3 separate regions of the Mus musculus genome follow, and regions 1 and 3 are each linked to region 2. Evidence: chromatin contacts called from public HiChIP or PLAC-seq and promoter capture Hi-C data. All regions are on one chromosome and are shown on one strand. The core of a region is the stretch at or near the end of the contact, and the rest is flanking DNA. Distances in the headings are between cores, read along the strand shown.

Region 1 (2,969 bases), core at 276-2,775, 1.3 Mb after region 2:
TAAACTTGGTGTTTTCCCAGAAAATTGGGAATAGTTCTACCTCAAGATGTAGCTATACTGCTCCTTAGCATACACTCAAAAGATGAACCACCATATCATAAGGACATGTGCTCCATGATGTTCATAGCAGCTTTATTTGTAATACCCAGAAACTAAAAACAACCTACATTTCCCTCAACCAATGAATAGATTTTTTAAAAAAAAGTGGTATATTTACAAAATGGAATACTACTCTGCTTGTAAAAACAAAGACATCATTCAATTTTCAGGCAAGAAAATACTATCCTAAGTGAAATAATTCAGGCTCAGAAACACATGCATGGTATATAGTCACTTGTAGGTGGATATTAGCAAAAAGTACAGGTTAAACATGCTACAATCCACTGACCCAAAGAAGCTAAATAACAGAGAGAAGCAAAATAGAGGTTTGTAGGGAGCAAACAAGGAGGAAGGGATTGGGAGGGGTTAGGATGGTGATCAAGTGTAGCAAGAGTCAGGAGAGAGGGCTGGAAGAGAAAAGGGAAATTGTTGGGGTGGCATTTCTGGAAAAAGCTGGAGACTTGGCATAGGAGAGGATCCCAGGAATCTATGAGTTAACTCTATCTGAAACTGGTTGCAGCAGAGGATAAGGAGACTTAAGTAGCCACTTCCTATAGCCATGCAAGCCCTCCAGTAGAGAGAGTGGGACATTAAACCACTCACAGAACCTTCTACTCCAAATTTTCCCTGCCTATAGGAAGTGTAGGGACAAAGAATGAGCAGAGACCGAGGGGATGGCCAAGAAATGGCTAGCCCAAATTGAGACCCATCCAATGGGCAAGAACAAATCCCTGCAACTCTCAATGATACTCTGCTATGGTTGCAGAGAGGAACCTGGCACAACTGTTCTCTGAGAGGCTTCACACAGCTGCTGACAGAAACAGATGCAGAGACCCACAGCTAAACATTAGATGGAGCCCAAGGAATCTTGTGGGAGAGTTATGGAAAAATCTAAGAGACCCAGAGGCAAGAGGCACTCTACATGAATACTTACAGAATCAACACACCTGGACCCCTGGGAGCTCCCAGAGACTAACCACTCATCAAAAAAATCATACCTGGGTTGGACTTAGGCTCTGCTGCACGTATGCAGCAGATGTGCAGCTTTGTCTTCATGCAGATCCCCTCAAAATTGGACTCTATTGCCTACCTGTTGACTTTGTTCCCCTAACTGTGCTGCCTTGTTTGACTTCAGTTGGAGAGGATGTGCCCAGTGACTTGTTGTGCCAGAGTTAGGTGGTAATCAGGGCTTACCTCACAATTCTCAGAAAAATGAATAAGGGAATAGGGGACAACCTTAGTGAGGAAGATACTGGAAGGAAAGGGGAAGCCTCAGTTGGGATTTTAAACAAATAAGTAAGTAAGTAAACAAGTGGAAAAAAAGAATACAGCATTTGGTATTCACTGCAAAATTGTACTAGAGCTCTGTTATTGAACCAAATGGTATTAATTTCATTACTAACAATGGACCAAATGGATGAGGATTTTATGATATTATAATAAGTTGTAGCATTTCTATTTCAGTGTTATTGTGGTGATGTACTACAGAATATGTTAATTGATTTTAGTTCTACAATTCTAATCACATCTATGTATTAGAAAAAATGTTTCTTTTACACATATTTATAAAATTTTCCATGTAATTCTTGAATTATACCTTTTATACAATTTAAGATACCTTATTCTTCTGAGAGTATCTATGATAAACTTCATATGGTCATCATTCAAATGTACATATCATTTTTATGAATATGATCAATGAACAGATTTTCATTTTAAAAGTGTATCACAATTATTTTCCAATAATACTTCAAATTTATCCCTTATATTTTCTTCAATTCATTATATTCTCATTCTTTTTCCAATATTTTATGCATTTTTAAATGGTTTTATAGCAGCTCATCTTCAGTTCTTTTCAAATCCTAAGGTATCAGTAATATATCATTTCACATCACAAATCCAACTAAGCATCATGTGTCAAAATATACTAATTTGCAAAGGACACATTGTTTTTAATTACACATGTTGTTTTCTTCAGGAAAAGACAGAGAAAATTTAACATGTCAGATGGTCGGTGGGTGTATTGCAGGTCGGCCCAGATGATCTTGGAAAAATAAATGCTGAGAAGAGAAATTTGGAATATGTTGACAGTGGGCTGGGTTGTTTAGTAGAAAATTTAAAAAGTAAAAGCTCATAGAGGCAGTAATTATATTCTAATATAATGGACACCAAATATTGTTTCTGATCAATGTACTATTATTGATTTTAAAGGGATAATTGAACTACATACTTTCATATATCTAGTTAATCTGTTTACTACATATTTAAATTTGTGTATGATTAATATCTAAGAGGCTAGATATCTCAGCAACTTCAATTTGGCTCTGAAAACTAGAAATACAGAAGGCAGTTGTACTGGCTAGTTTTGTGTCAACTTGACACAGCTGGAGTTATCACAGAGAAAGGAGCTTCAGTTGAGGAGATGCCGCCATGAGATCCAGCTGTATGGCATTTTCTCAATTAGTGATCAAGGGGGAAAGACCCCTTGTGGATGGGACCATCTCTGGGCTGGTATTATTGGTTCTATAAGAGAACAGGCTGAGCAAGCCAAGGGAAGCAAGCCAGTAAGGAACATCCATCCCTCCATGGCCTCTGCATCAGCTCCTGCTTTCTGACCTGCTTCATTTCCAGTCCTGACTTCCTTGGTGGTGAACAGCAGTATGGAAGTGTAAGCCAATTAAACCCTTTTCTCTCCAACCTACTTCTTGGTCATGATGTTTGTTCAGGAATAGAAATCCTGACTAAGACATCAGTATTCAATATGAAGAATCTTGTTTCTTCTGCCAGTACAGACATGACATAGTACTAGCAGCAGCAGCTTAGATGCAGGAACCAGCAAGGAGCAAATAAGGGAAAGCCAGCAACAATTT
Region 2 (3,020 bases), core at 202-2,701:
ATAAAACTGAAACGCTGTATTTAAAAAGAACAAGCTTGATGTCATGGTGCTTTGGTCATGTTCTGGGTCACTGGAGATACTTTATTAATCATCTTAAAGGACACTGAGTATTTTGAAGAACAAACTGAAACATTTTAAGTATGACATTCTAAATCCCCACTTCACAGAATACCAAAGTGGTTACCATTCTGAATCAACTATGTTTGTGTGCCTATGTGTTACATAAAACTGAACAGGGCCATCTTTCTGGGCCTGACCAATTCTATTCTCTCCTTTATAATGATAATAATATGGGCCCTAGACTGTGATTAAATATGCCTATACAGCAGACAAATGAACAAAACCTCATAAAAGAAGGGGCAACGTATCTCCATGCCCCTCTCATAAAGATTGTCATGAACAATTTAAAAGCCCTGTGTCTTTTCAAGAGATAAGCTGGAGTTCCTTGAAAAACTTCTGAAAATATGGTCCAGTTGATGTGTTATGCTTACAATGATAATACATACATAATTTCACTTGTCTTGGGCAATTCGATGTTTTCACATCTAAAAGGAATAGTGAGAGTCACAGAGATGTCTCCCACGGAACTCCCCCTATCTCTCATGTTTGGGAGTTCGTGGGAATGCCACCCTTTCTCCAAGACAGTTGGCTAATGAACAGGATCTATTAAAAAGAACTGCGTTGGTTTGCCCTGCAGATTGGATGGAGGAACATTGAGCAACTGCATTAACAAGACTGCAGTGGAGGCAGTCAGTGGTCCCCTGGATCATGGAGCACTTTCATGAGTGCAAGCATCTTCCTAATGTCCTCATCTCATTTGTCACCAATTGGTATCTGACTCCTCTCCCTCAAATCTCCACCCCCTTCCAACCATGCTACAGTCTCATCACCACCCCCCTCAAACCCCCACGTTAGCAAGTAAAAAGAGATGAGGAAATGTTAGTACTTTCAGTTTGTCACCTATGTTGGCGGTTTCTACAAACCACTTGGAATGGCTCCTGGTAAGCATTCAGTGATGTTGCCCCCGATACAGTTCACATGCTCTTAATTTGATCATCTCCCCCCACCCCATCCCCTTTAGTTTGAGCTGTAATTTTCCAAACAGCCATCTCTCATTTGCAAAAGTTAGAAATCAATCCACCGATACAGAATGCTGACTTCCTGACAGGATCTCTCTTAGTGGAGCTGGCAAATTGTGACCAATAAATAGAAAACGGAGAGGGTGGGAGGGAGGGAGGGAGGGAGAGAGAGAGAGAGAGAGAGAGAGAGAGAGAGAGAGAGAGAGAGAGAGAGAGAGAGAGAGAAGAGGAGAGAGGAGAGAGAGAGGAGAGAGAGAGGAGAGAAGAGAGGAGAGAGAGGAGAGAGAGAGAGAGAGAGAGAGAGAGAGAGAGAGAGAGAGAGAGAGAGAGAGAGAGAGAGAGAGAGAGAGAATCACTTGCTTCCTAAGCAGGGATTTGCCTGCGATGCGCGGCGAGAGGACTGCGGCGGCTGATTTACACAGTTGGCGCGGAGGAGGGGCCGGGGGTGCGGGGGGACAAGCTGGCGGAGGCTCCAGCGATGGGCTGATCTGGGGGCTCCGGAGCGCCGCTCCCTCGGTGCGCGATTTGGGGGCGGCTGGTGGCTTTGCATTCGGGTTCCAGCCCTGCGTTTTCTGTATTGCCTTCTAGTCCCTGACCTGGCGCTCCCAGTTTAGAGGCAGACGTTCGGTAAGTAACGTGTAATCTGATTTTAGTTATTTCCTAGGCCATCAAAGCGGTACTTTTAAAGCAGGTCAGTCTTTAAAAGATGCGGTCGCCGCCACTGTCGCCGCCGCCGGGAGCGTCTCCTTGGCCTGGAACGCTCGCCCCCCTCCTCTGCCCACCGCTCCCTGTCCTCTGGCTGAAGAAGTGAAGGCGCTCCAATGGTGGGCTGTCAGGGGATTCACAACCCGCCAACGGGATCACATCGCCTTCGTGTTCTGCCTGAGATTTCCCAACGCCAAGTGCAATGTGGTGTGTACAGCCATACTGTTGTATCTGTGTCCTCACCCCCACCCCCCACCCCCCACCCCGCCACCTGACCAATGCTGGGATCTGAGATCTAGTCGCCCCCTTCCTGCCTTCTTTCTGTCTCTCCCCACCCTGTCTTCTCTCATCTCCATGCCACCCACCCCCACTCCCACCCATCCAAAGGGCAAAGAGCAAAGACACTCGGGAAAGCCAAGGGCTAGCTCTATCTCCTCGAGTAGACCGAGGCCGCAGGCAGGGATTGCGCTGTGAGAGAGACAAGCTTTCAGCGAGATACAGATAAAGAGAAATGCAGAAAGGGACCCGGGCTCTCGGGAACCGGGGCGCTTGCCACTGAAGGAAGAGCATCAAGATCTTTGATCAGGCCATCCAGGTCCTGGGACACTTGCACAGCCTGCCTGCCATCCGGAGCAAGCACAGAGAGCAGTGGTCCTGAGCCCACGGTCGCCAGCTTCACCGCGCTAGGTGCGCGCTCGGCTCTCCCATCGCTATGCAGCGACCATTTCCCTCTAAGTCTAAAGGTGGACCACTCTGAAAGGATTACAAGCGTGATTTGGTAGCCTTTCTGAAAGTTGGTGGCTGGAAGAGGGGAAGATACTGGGCGACAGAATGACGGATACAATGCAGCCTCGCGGAGAGTTTGCCCCTCCCGCTGAGAAGCCCCTTGGAGCGAACCTCGGAGATCCTGAGCGCTCTGCACCATAGGTACTCATCGACATCCGTTCCTACTTTGCCTGATTGCAATCAGTGTATGTCTTATGTAGGATATGTACTGTAGAACGCATTGACTTTGGCTGCTGGATCTTCTATACACTCACAGGTGCTAGGATTTTTTAAAAATTATATATATATATATATATATATATATATATATATATAATTTTAAGAATTGGATTCAATAGATGTAAGGACGTTGATGAAAGAAGGGCTTCTGGAGACTAATATAACCTCAAACCTGTTTTTCAGGGGAAAGAAATCTTAACTCTAACATATAGGCCAGGTGGCCAAGAGGAA
Region 3 (3,116 bases), core at 460-2,959, 1.8 Mb after region 2:
ATGAACAGATATAAATTGCATTAAGTGGACTCAGTGGATTTACAAAGCAAGCATATGAACTTGGGAAGGAAATACCCTGGGAGCATTAGGAAAGGAATTGGAGGGGAGAAATTAGGGAGCAAATTTGATCCAAAGACATTGTATGTGTGTATGAAATTCTCATGCAAACCCACAGTTATAAAAATTTAAAAACCATATAGCTTTTAAACTACTTGGTCAGCTTGCTTTATGCCACTGTAATGCAATGTCTTATAATTATCTAAAGGTGAAAGTGTACATTTTAATTTGAAATTGATAGATAATATAGGAAATTGTCATTGCTTGTGTTCATTGAGAGCATTTGGTAGGATATAAATGCAATTTTTACTGGTGAAGGAATGAAAAGCATCAAACCCGAGCATGAGACATATTGAAAAGGAAAAATAAATGAAGCAATACAAATGAAAGACACATATTTTTTTCTAATTGATTTGAGAGGAATATAAGCCAGAAAATTGAATAGACTATTAAAAAATTAATATTTTATACAGAAGAGAATGTGTCCATATTAATATCACAACAAGATTAAGTATGAAAATAAGTCATCTCTATTTGCTGTGCTAGAGGTGAAAATCAAGTCTTGAAGGTGGGCAAAAACTATCTCTGAGCCACATACCATTGCATTTAATCAACCCTTATTGATTGGTCTGGATTATATCTGAGATCCATGAGATATACATATTTATCTATATTATTAAATAGTTTGGCAAAAGTGTACAAAATTTTGTCTGTAACACATTCCTGCTTAATACATGTTAGACCCATGCTTAGACCCATGTTCTGGGGTACCAGAAAAAGCACCACTAAAGGCAGTCATAAAGCTAAAATTGGGATGGAAGAGAATAATATCCTTGTAAGAACACACACACACACACACACACAAATTTTGTAGCATCGATAAGCTGAGAAGAGAGAGATATAACAAAGGTGAAGCATGAAAATTCCTTACTGATTTTAGTCATAAACCACCTAATAACTAGTATTCTGCAAATTTAAGAATATATTCTGACTCAAGGGATTCTATGGATTGTTAGAATGATCTACTCTAACACCAAAGGACTGAGAAAATCATTTTATAGGATTCCAATGGAATCTAAAACCAAATTCCTTGCTTATGTAAAAATTCAGAATCCGGTTTGCATTTTAATCACCCTCTGTCCCCCATACAGCATCCATAATGAAAGATGATTACACAGTAACTTCTATTGCAGCTGGGAATAAGATTTTGTTCTCTTTTTTATTTCAAAACAGCTTTTATTTTCATGACATTTCAGATAGAGCAGATGGTCTCAGAAGTTAAATTTGACCATGAATACTACATTAGCTTTCATGTTACTAGGGAAAGAAGATTACAAACACGAACTTCCCTTTAAAATATCTCCTTCATTTTACTTTTATACCATATGTATATGTTTTCATTTGGAAGAACGTATTTGGCAAATATGGTTGATTCTGTTTTATAACTCAATACTGCTTCATTTTATATCTGACCATTCAGATTCAAACAAGTATGAATCTCGAGTCTCATCAATATGCAGTAGGGCATTACAATCATATTATCAGAACAGAAAGAAAAGGAAAAGTTTTCTTGTTGTTTGCCAACTCAAGGATCACTATAAGCAGATGTTCTGTTCTTCAGATGCTAAGAAAATTAGCATTTATGTAGGAGGTCTGCATACTGCTGAAATATCCTCCAGTCATTGGAAAAGAAGACTCAGCATGACAGTGAGCTATGAGAAAGCAAACATTATAAAATGTTGCTATCACAACTGCCTGACTTGCATTATCTTAACACATAATCCAGAGCGCTAGTGCCAGAAATCTCTTTATCTCAGAGAGATACGGGTTTAACTCCAAGTGTCTTATCTTGCCAATGGTGAGAATGACAGGAAAAAAAAAATGAAGGAAAAAATGAGGAACAGTTGTGAAAAACTTGAGAAATTTCAAAATAAAGTAAATATTTTTAAAATGCACAATATTATATTATGTTCTTAGCAATTTAAAATTTAATTTTGCCTCAGTAATTAAATACTATCACATATCTATTTTGATGCAATATTTTACTTACTTAAATATTCCCCAGAATGATCCCATCAAAGGACATATTGAAGGAATAGTAGAACTCTAGCCCCTGTCTGTGAGTGTCTCCTAGATGACTGTAACTTAACAAGTTACTCAGTCTCAGTCAGCCACAGTGTGGAACAAACTAAACTCTCAAAGACTGTGTGCTTATCATAAAGAGACCAGTTTTGAAAATCTTGGATGCAAAATCAATTAGGACTTCAATGTGTCTACAACTGTCCTTTTCTTACATATAAGAATCTAACCTTATTGATGTTATTTCTTTAAATGATCACATTACAACAAAGACATAGCTTAAAAATCAGAACCTAACCACTGATGCACAGTTATAAATTGTATGAAAGCTAGCATAAAGCATTACTGTAACCAATTCAAAGATCCTTCAGCACTCACTCAAAACATAGCAAGTCTATTGTGCTTCTCCCTCCTGTCCTCGGCTTACTTTTTCTTGACTCACAAGGGAGAAAAAATTATGAAGCTGGAGAATAAAGGTAACTTTATCTTATGTCATAGGTGCATTCAGACATTAATAACAGAAATCACACACACACACCAAATAATGTCAGAACTGTCTAAAAATGAGCCCTTCTCTAATATTAACCACAGTTTGCTCTTGTCAGGAAGTGACAAACCTTCATTTTCACTCTCTAATGTATGCAACATTACTGAACATATCAAGAAAAGTAATATAAATTCCTCAGGAAAAAATAAATTCTAATTCCAGGTGTGACCTCTTCATTTTACAACTTTCTGTCAAATTATCTCTTAAGTATCTAGCTAACATTGAATATGTAAATGGTTTAACTGCTCTACTTCCCAACAACTATACATGAGCAATCATGATTGTCTTTTATCTTAGTTTAAAAAAATCCCCTTTGCAAATTTATCTACTAAATATAAACCTCCAACATTTAAGGGTCTTACACATATCAAAATTTATGTCATGCTCTAAAGATACAAAATACCTAAATCTCCCCCTCTCTTTCTGTGTGTGT

The links. Promoter capture Hi-C pulls out the DNA fragments that hold promoters and counts their contacts. HiChIP or PLAC-seq counts read pairs in DNA pulled down with a chosen protein or histone mark.
Region 1: a contact with region 2 is called in a promoter capture Hi-C map of hippocampal neurons, with 9 times the contacts expected there. The contact joins the enhancer-like site here to the promoter of Slitrk3 in region 2. A contact is called at or near these places in 9 of 39 promoter capture datasets (the 3T3-L1 cell line, 3T3-L1-derived adipocytes, cranial neural crest and 5 more), 1 of 15 datasets of contacts at CTCF or cohesin (pro-B cells), 3 of 115 datasets of contacts at active chromatin or transcription factors (astrocytes, embryonic forebrain and embryonic hindbrain) and 1 of 9 other capture datasets (embryonic stem cells).
Region 3: an H3K27ac HiChIP or PLAC-seq map of SST interneurons shows a contact between it and region 2, with 11 times the contacts expected there. The contact joins the enhancer-like site here to the promoter of Slitrk3 in region 2. A contact is called at or near these places in 9 of 39 promoter capture datasets (the 3T3-L1 cell line, 3T3-L1-derived adipocytes, the C10 cell line and 5 more) and 5 of 115 datasets of contacts at active chromatin or transcription factors (SST interneurons, astrocytes, embryonic forebrain and 2 more).

Annotation. Positions count from the first base shown.
Region 1 is chr3:71,728,202-71,731,170 of GRCm38.p6, reverse strand. No RefSeq gene overlaps it. Among named protein-coding and RNA genes, the nearest start is that of Gm6634, 920 kb to the right of the region's middle. Within about 2 kb of position 1,525, at least 6 of the 459 cell types and tissues checked have an H3K27ac peak or open chromatin away from gene starts, as enhancers often do. A contact at or near this core is called in hippocampal neurons, where this site is marked.
Region 2 is chr3:73,056,234-73,059,253 of GRCm38.p6, reverse strand. Slitrk3 (SLIT and NTRK-like family, member 3) reads left to right here and starts at 1,451. Exons shown (of 2, transcript NM_001357851.1): 1 at 1,451-1,706.
Region 3 is chr3:71,219,199-71,222,314 of GRCm38.p6, reverse strand. No RefSeq gene overlaps it. Among named protein-coding and RNA genes, the nearest start is that of Gm6634, 410 kb to the right of the region's middle. Within about 2 kb of position 1,709, at least 6 of the 459 cell types and tissues checked have an H3K27ac peak or open chromatin away from gene starts, as enhancers often do. A contact at or near this core is called in SST interneurons, where this site is marked.